Regions from separate parts of the Zea mays genome. Here region 2 is linked to region 1. A link is a contact called in public Hi-C data. All regions are on one chromosome and are shown on one strand. The core of a region is the stretch at or near the end of the contact, and the rest is flanking DNA. Distances in the headings are between cores, read along the strand shown. Region 1 holds the start of LOC100273309. Region 2 holds the start of LOC100283286 (mTERF family protein).

Region 1 (4,462 bases), core at 1,223-3,722:
CTTCAACTCTACGACAGTGGTGGTACGGAAGGTGCTCCCCTCGTCATCGGCAAGGGCGCACTGCTTAGCGCCACCACATTCCGCTATCAGCCTCCACGAGGGCGCATCCGTTGGTCATTGTTGCGACCTACTCCAGGTGGTCATCCATGTGCTCCCCTTTCATCCAGATGGCGTCCATGGGATCTAGGTGGCTGCACACGTGCAAGTCCAATGCGTGGAGGGTGTCCGCCTTACCTTATGGGGTCAAAAAAATCAGATTCGGCAAAAAATATAAGTCGAGATGTAAAAGGCTTGTCTTCTAGGTGTTTGGTTTTGGGTTAAGTAGAGTCGGTCTTTGGGCACCCGTCATGCTGCAGCTCGAGGACGAGTTGCTTGTCCAGGAGGGGTGTAGTGTCAGGACTTGTCAGGGCCCAAGGGGGCTGCGACAAAGAGCAGCAACAAGAAGCGCATGTCAAAAGATAAGAAGATTAGTTGAGATTATCTAGAAGATTAGTTGAGATTGTCTAGAAGATTAGTTGAGATTATCGAGGAAGGTTATCAGTTAGTGGTTTGTTGAGAGTTTTAAGGAGACAGGAATCTCTAGCTAGATAGGGGCGGCTAGCCGACCTATTTATGTAATCAATGATGAGAAATAAGGTAGGCAAGAATTAGAAGTGAGAAACCCTCCTCTTGCTTGGTCGTGGGCAGAGGCCCTCGGTCGGCGTTCCTACCCATCGACCCCCCTCTCCAATACCATCTATGCATCTATAGTTCATTGGCGGGTATTGTTCACATGTGAACCGTAACGTGCCGCCTCCACTAGCAACTCCAATCCCTCACCGATCTAGCAACCATAACACATACATTTTAGCAAGTCATATTTCATAATAGCAGAAAATCATGGTGATGGCAATAGGTCATATACAAATACATAGGATAGGTTAATATGTTCTTGCATTACTATAGAACTCTGTGATGCATCAAACAACCGGAACTATAGCAACACTAACAAAAAACAACCTGGTGCTAGTTAATTTATCAAACAATTCACAACTTTTCTTATGCTCTACACTCTAATTCAACAAAAGAACTCGACAATTCATAAAATTCCAAGTCACCTCTAATAAAATTAGGAAGTAAGGCCCTTGATCGTAAAAACAAGATCCGCAGTCACTAAATACCTTCTGAGGTGTTGGAAGTTGTAACCGGACTACAAAGACACTGACTTTTTCTCTTGTTTTATTGCATGAAAAGACAAAAAAAATCTGTATATTATAACATCTGTAGTTAACGACATGATCAACTGTACCGCAACCTGCTCTAGTTTACACAATTATTGGATTCTTCTCGATTTTTAAAGTAATATTCACAGCATGGCAACATCCAACACCTTTTGTGATATAAACCTTAATGCAGCACCAATTTCTCCAGTTACTTGTTCCATCTTCTATGGACTAACATTGTATTTATGTCATATTTGGCTAGATTTTTTGAAATGCTGAAACAAAACACCACCATGAAATGAAGAGGCACATGGAAGAAATGTAACACGAGCACCACAGAAATATGCATAACCAAGGTGCAAGCATAGAAGTAGATGAAATCTAGAGAGCAAATGAGGGACCTCTTTTGTTGAGTAGCTGAGCAAATTTGCTTACTGTCAAGGGAAATCTACAATTAGGATTCAAGGGCTATAACAGATTGCTATCTTGGGATTTTGTGTATAATTAAATCTCAGTACAAAACATGTAGTAGTTCAAAATAGCAACTAATAAGATGGATGGTGCGATTCAGTAACAACTAACAACAATGCTTCAACCTCTAATAATTGTACCATCCAAATACTGGTAGAAAATTAGAATCAGCTTCTGCAGTTAAACGCATAGGGCAGTCATGTAGAATTGATGATATATGTAGCGGGTGAGAGCATGGTGATGTACATTCTAGGCAATCTTTTTAATGCTTATGCAATTACATTTAACTTGGGTTGATCAGAATGCGTATCTACTACTACTACAAGTGACCATTCAATTTGTCACTCTCCTCAACGAGACAAATTCAGCAACAACAGCGAAGGACAAGATATGTGGCTACTGCAGGTTAAAATCATTACTCGGTGCCCTTGAGGCGTAGGATGTTGAACTGCTCCGGCGTGAGGATGGCCTCCCACTCCTCTTCCGACTTCTGCACGGATCCCGGCGGCGGCGTCGACGACGACATCGCCGCCACGCTCGGGGGCCTCCGCCCTGCCGCGCCGTGCAACGCTGACGCCGCCGCGTGGCCCCTGCACGGCCGAGCTGCGCACGAGAGGGGCGCGGATCGAGGGCGCGCGGCAGAGGGCGAGGGTGCGAGGAGAGAGGAGAGCGGGAGCGCAGCGTGCGGCGCCAAGGCAGCGCAGCGGGAGCACGAGCGGGACGCCATCCTCAGCCTCAGCAGACGCTGGACGCACATAGTTGTTTTGGCAGCAGTTAAGTGCAACGTGTCGCGTTCGTTGTCTGATAAGGTTCTGGACGGGCGTGCTTATGGACTGGTGCGTTTGGCAGGAACGTCATCTAAATTTCATCCCCTAAAACAATATTTTCTGTTCTTTACAGCACTCGCTAAAAGATTTTATACTCTATATCTTCTTTATCTCCAACAATATCCCTTAAATTTCATCTCTATATCAACAGTATTACCAGATTTGACATTCTATATTATTTTTTACCGCTCGTCAGCACATGCACAGAAATCAGCACAGTGTATAGAGCACTATCGTACATCCTCTATACATAGCACATGCATGGCATCCTCTAAATTTTAGAGAACCTTTTAGAGTCTCTTGTTGGAGGGATAAATGATCTAACAAACCTCTATATTTAGAGGACATGAGCTTTTACAGATCGTTGTTGGAGATAGGCTTAGGCTGTCTCCAGCAACGTCCCCTAAATTTTATCCCTTAAAAGAATATTTTTTGTCTTTTACAGCACTTTCTAAAAGATTATGTACTATATCTTCTTCATCTCCAGCAATATCTCCTAAATTCCATCATCTATATCAACAGTGTACTAGATTTGACATTCTATATTATTTTTTACTACTCGTTACCACGTGAGCGTACAGACACAAAAAGGATCTGACACGCATGTACCGTGTATAGAGCACCCTCTATAGATAGCGCACATATGCCATCCTCTAAATTTTAGAGGACCTTTTAGAGTCTCTTGTTGGAGGAATAAAGGACCTGACTGTCCCCTACATTTAGAGTACATGACCCTTTACAGGTTGCTGCTGGAGTCGGTCTTAGGCCATGCTCCTCTAAAGGAGGAGCTTGTTACAGAAGCTAGCGCTTTTTTCAAATCGTTTAGCAAAATAAATTCAGCTCCTCATGTAATATATGATTTGATGTATGAGACAAAAAAACATGGTGAAAAATATTTTGTGGAGTAATATTACAACAAAAGAAGATTATGGTGAAAAAATATTTTATAGAGTAATATTTGAAAAGCATTTGCACATCACAATTCACACATAAGTCATACATCACCTCAAGGATTACCTAGAAGCTAGAAAGAAAGATCGCTCTTGCGATATCATCACAAAACATATCCATCGTATGATCATTGGAGTATATACATGATAAGTCAGTTGCATTTCTATATCTGGAAGGTATGGTGGGTACATAATTCAGGTTTCGATCGCACTTATGGAAATCTTTGTATTCTCGATGGTTCTCACGAATATAATTATGAAGGCGCATGGTAGCTACAACAATCATTTTTTGCTTTTCTATGGAGTAACTTGGTATCTTAAGAAGTATACACCACTTTATTTTCACACACCAAATGTGTGTTCTACGACATTCCGAATACTTGATTAAAATATTCTTGCTCACTATTTGGTGGAGGCTCCCTTCTCCAATCAGAAACATGGTAACGTTCAACTTTGTATGGAGCCAAGTACCGGGGGCGATTGGGATAGCCCGCATCTATAGTATAATATTTTTCTAGAACAATGTATAAAAGTATATACTTTTTAGCACAAAGAAAGACGATACTTATTATTCTATTGATTTATATATATGACAATAAAAAATTACCTGATGGAGGGTGTGGAAACAAGTTCGCATCACGCTCCAATGCATTAAACAATAGACTTGTGTCATGCATTGATCCGGGTTGTCCAATAGATGCATATGTGAACCATAGGTCAAAGTCAACAACAAAAACCACATTTTGGGTTGCCCTTCCACTTCTACCAATGTATCTAATTTGGTCATGTGAAGGTGATACTGTCGCAACATGACTGCCATCTATTGCACCAATGCAATCTTTGAAAAAAGGCATCATCCTATGATCCTTGGTAATTCTAGGGTGTGTAGTACCAAAGTTTGGATCAATTGGCCTTATATAGTCCACCACACAATGCAATACCTCCTTAAATTTTCGACTAATAGTCTCTCCAGAATGCTTAAAAACATGTTGTGCACCACTATTAGACCAAC
Region 2 (4,462 bases), core at 703-3,202, 190 kb before region 1:
GCTAGCGGGGCGGGAGGGGCGGCAATCTCATGGGAGTGGGGGCCAGGTGCGGCAGTCCGGTTATAGCGTGAGGGGTGAGGGACGGGCGCTGGCAGCGTGGTGGCCGGGGGTTGCGCGTCGTCGTCGCGGTGGGGGTAGAGATATTGGGAGTGGCAGATCAGGGGTGAGGGACGGGGGCTGGCATACGTACAGAGACTCCATGGAAGGCGTGACGCGATGCAGAGATTGGGAGCGGTAGATCCGGCATGATCCGCGATTTCCTCGCTCTGCGAGATCCGTGGCTGCCCGCTGGGTACGGGGGCGGAGCATGGGCACCATCGCCGGGCGTGGGGGCGAGATCCATGCCTGGCCTGCTCGTCGTGGGGGTGGAGATGTCGGGTTGAAGGTGCTGCGAGGGGGTGATGTCGGGTGCCATCCTGGCCAGTGGAGGGGATCACAACGTAGCGTCGATGGAAGGTTTGGGAGGGGAAGGAAATCGGGCGTTGCGAGCGGGAGTTCAGGCGCTGCGAGCGGGATTTCAGGCGCCGCGGGACAGAACCGTGCACCACTCGTTTGTGTGGACGTCTACAATAACATCTTATAGAGTAGTAGAGATTTAGTAGATGCATATTGACTAGGTCGGCAACCTCCGCATCGGTGAAGCCTCCGGAGCGCGCGGACGACGTGGGGAGCGGATTGAGAGCTTGTGGGCGGCCGTGACGGCGGAAAAAGTCCGCAGGAGATTAGATAGCAGACAGTGGAAGCACGTGGCTAGGACACGGGGGCGCCCGATATGGTTGCTAAGGAGTGGCCGTGGGAGAGGGCGTCACCGCGGATTGTGCCGGTGGCGGAGGAGCCGCCGCCGACAGATAGAAGCGAACATGCTGGGTGTAGCCTGGCCACTGGGAATGGAGTACTAGTGCGGCGAGGATTGCGGGCCCCGAAGCCCATCTCCAATACAACATGTTCGCTTCGGCTCTTCTGTAGCCTGCCCAAGAAGCCAGTCCTGGCTTTTAAGGCTATCCGTATCGTACTCTGAATTAATACTAAAAAAATCCTATCCTCACCAGTGAGGCCCGTTTGGTTACTTTGGTTCAGGGACTAAAATTTAGTTCCTATCTTGTTTGGTTTTAAAGACTAAAAGTATTTAAAACGTATTAAATAAATTATAAGAGGACTAAAATACCTCTAAGCATTATCCCACAATTAGTGCAACTGAAATAAATGAGTGACAAAACGTGAAATTTATATGGTTTAGTCTCTTTTAGTCTCCTCTTGATGGACTAGAAACTAAAATAGTTTAGTCTCTATTTTAGTCATACCGTTTGATAATTTAGGGATTAAATATGACTAAAATAGATAGACTAATCTTTAGTTTCTCAAACCAAACGTGACCTAAGATTCTTTACTCTATACAACAATTATGTTTACTCTATATATCAACTAGCATATATTATATTATTATTTTTCACCTACATGTGCTTATCTTATCTCCCTATATCCTTCTAGCAACACACGAGACTAGATAGAGTATGTCCCTTACAACGATGTATAACTATAATTTACATCCTACAACATAATAGACATACGCTCTCCAATTTCCTATTAGTTGTCACTTAGAACAATAATACGGTCTCTAAAATATAACTATAATTAATGTTTTTTGTTAAAATATAAATAAACTCTTAGTATATTTATATTTTTATAAAAATACTTGTTAAGACAAATTAATGCTTATAAATATTAGATTTTAAAACTAAATAATAAAATAGTTAATTGTACTTAAAATTTTATAAGTTTAACTAAAATCTTGTTAAAACGACAACCAATAAACCAATAGTACACATGACGCTGAAGGCGTATTTTACCCTACGACGGCATAGTTCAGCGCGTGCAGTCCGCCACTGCGGCCTACAGCTGTAGGCCTGTAGCCTTTGCCTTCCTCTCTGCTGTGGCTCTGCATCTCATCGCTGCGGCTTTCATCCTCGCCACCGGACCTCTGTCGCTCACCTGTTGCCCCCAAGTCCAAATGATGAAGTCCCTCCTCTTCTCCGCCCACCCCACGTCGCTGCTCCTCCCCGCTCCCCGCCTTCGCAGGCTCCTCCGCCTCCGCGCCGCCTCCTCTGCCTCCGCTTCCGCGCCGCCCCGAGCCGACCGCCGCTCCCCCGGGACGCCTTCGCGCCGACCATCCTCCTCCCTCTACGCGCGCCCCAGCCTCCTCGACATGGAGCGGGATCGCGCCACCCGCCGCGCCGATGTCGACGCCTTCCTCACCTCCCTCGGCGTCGACCCGGGCGAACTCGCGGGCCTCGAGCTCCCAGTCACCGTCGACGTCATGCGGGAGCGCGCGGAGTTTTTGGGTTCCCTCGGGCTCACCCAGGAGGACCTCGCTGCCTACCCTCTCGCTCTCGGCTGCAGCGTGCGCAAGAACATGGTCCCCGTCCTCGACTACCTCGGCAAGCTAGGCGTACGCCGCGATGCGCTCCCGGACCTGCTGAGACGGTACCCGCAGGTACTACACGCCAGCGTCGTCGTCGACCTTGCCCCCGTCGTCAAGTACCTCCAGGGTATGGACGTGAGGCCCACTGACGTGCCGCGCGTGCTCGAGCGCTACCCGGAGCTCCTCGGATTCAAGCTCGAGGGCACCATGAGCACTTCCGTCGCCTACCTCGTCGGCATTGGAGTGGGGAGGCGTCAGGTAGGCAGCGTCATCACCCGTTTTCCAGAGGTGCTTGGCATGCGCGTGGGGAAGATAATAAAGCCTTTCGTCGAACACCTTGAGGGCATCGGGCTGCAGAGGTTAGCTATTGCAAGAATAATAGAGAAGAAGCCATATGTGCTTGGATTTGGGCTACAGGAGAAGGTGAAGCCTAACATTGAGGCTCTTGTGGACATTGGAGTGAGGAAGGAGGCCCTAGCATCCATTGTGATGCAGTACCCCGACGTTCTTGGACTTGAACTGAGGGACAAGCTTGTTGCACAACAGAGCTTATTTGAGTCGAGCATATTGGTTAGTCGTGAAGATTTTGGGAGAGTGCTGGAGAGGATGCCGCAAGCCATTAGTCTTGGACGAGCTGCGGTTCTGAAGCATGTTAATTTCCTCACAGCTTGTGGATTTATGCTATCTCAAGTGAGCAAAATGGTTGTGGCATGCCCCCAACTGCTTGCACTAAATATAGATATAATGAGGATGAATTTTGAATACTTCAAGAATGAGATGGAGAGGGATTTGGAGGAGCTGGTTGAGTTTCCTGCATTCTTCACATATGGCATCGAGTCGACTGTGAGGCCTCGGCATGAGATGGTGTCCCGGAAGGGCCTCACATGCTCCCTTGCATGGCTTCTTAACTGTTCTGATGCCAAATTTGATGAGCGCATGAAGTATGATACAATTGGGGTTGAGGAAATGGAGCGTGAGGATTCTTCTGACATGAATGCATCTGTGGATGAGGTAGAGAGTGAGGAGTATGAAGACAGTGATTATGGTGACTCTGATGATGAGTTTGTTCGATAATTTATTTCACTAGTCATTAGATTTTTAACTTTGGAGTATGTGCTTGGTACGCGAAATGTCAAATTATAGCTTAATGATGCATTTCTCATCTTCCTTACTGATGTATCCCCTCAGTTCCAAATTATAAGAGGTTTTGGCTTTTCCAGATATATAGTCTTAATCATTTAAATATACATTATGTCTAAATGTATAGTAAAAATAATGTAAGTAGAAAAGTCAAAATGTCTTATAATTTGAAATAGAGGAAGTACTTGTCAATTCTATGCCAAAACACTACGGGCAACTAACACTAGTGTGTGTATCCCTTCATGACAGACAACTAGCACTAGATATATAGTTATAACTTTTAAGCACTTAGATATACACTATCTAGATATATAGTAAAAACGATCTAAGTAAAAAAGTCAAAATGTCTTACAATTTGAAACAGTGTCAATTCTATGCAAAACACATGTGAAACCATCTTTTTCATGCATGCCCAGAGGTTGATAACACGAGACCAGTGGACTGAAGATTAGAGGTGCTGACTGGTTTCCATATTGTATTGAAAACACAAGCTAATGAATCTTCTTACGTGAATGCATTTGTGGAGGACTGGAGGGTGTAGAGAGTGCAGAGGATGAAGGCGTTTATGATGATTCTGATCATGGTTTTGTTCAATGGTTTGTTTAATCGTATCAAGTTCTTTTGTTGAATTAGAGTGTAGAGCATAAGAAAAGTGTTTTTTGTTAGTGTTGCTGTAGTTCTGGCTGTGTCTGATGCATCACAGAGTTCTATAGCAATGCAAGAACATTTTAACCGATCCTATGTATCTGTATATGACCTATTGCCATTACCATGATTTTCTGCTATTATGAAATATGAATTGCTAAAATGTATGAGAGTCCATTTAATTTAGTTTTTTTTTTCACATGGGAAGCATGTATTTAATTCTGTGAGTTACTATAACTAGTGTGCACCGTTTCCACA

What was found. Hi-C and Micro-C count contacts between places; a contact is called where the count stands out from the background.
Region 2: a Hi-C map of tassel shows a contact between it and region 1, with 2.0 times the contacts expected there. The contact joins the promoter of LOC100283286 here to the promoter of LOC100273309 in region 1. A contact is called at or near these places in 2 of 25 Hi-C or Micro-C datasets (ear and tassel).

What each region holds. Positions count from the first base shown.
Region 1 is chr8:110,103,727-110,108,188 of Zm-B73-REFERENCE-NAM-5.0, reverse strand. LOC100273309 reads right to left here and starts at 2,472. Exons shown (of 3, transcript NM_001147750.2): 1 at 2,093-2,472. The coding sequence starts at 2,430.
Region 2 is chr8:110,290,522-110,294,983 of Zm-B73-REFERENCE-NAM-5.0, reverse strand. It overlaps LOC100283286 (mTERF family protein), which reads left to right and starts at 1,952. Exons shown (of 4, transcript NM_001350187.1): 1 at 1,952-3,430. The coding sequence starts at 2,009.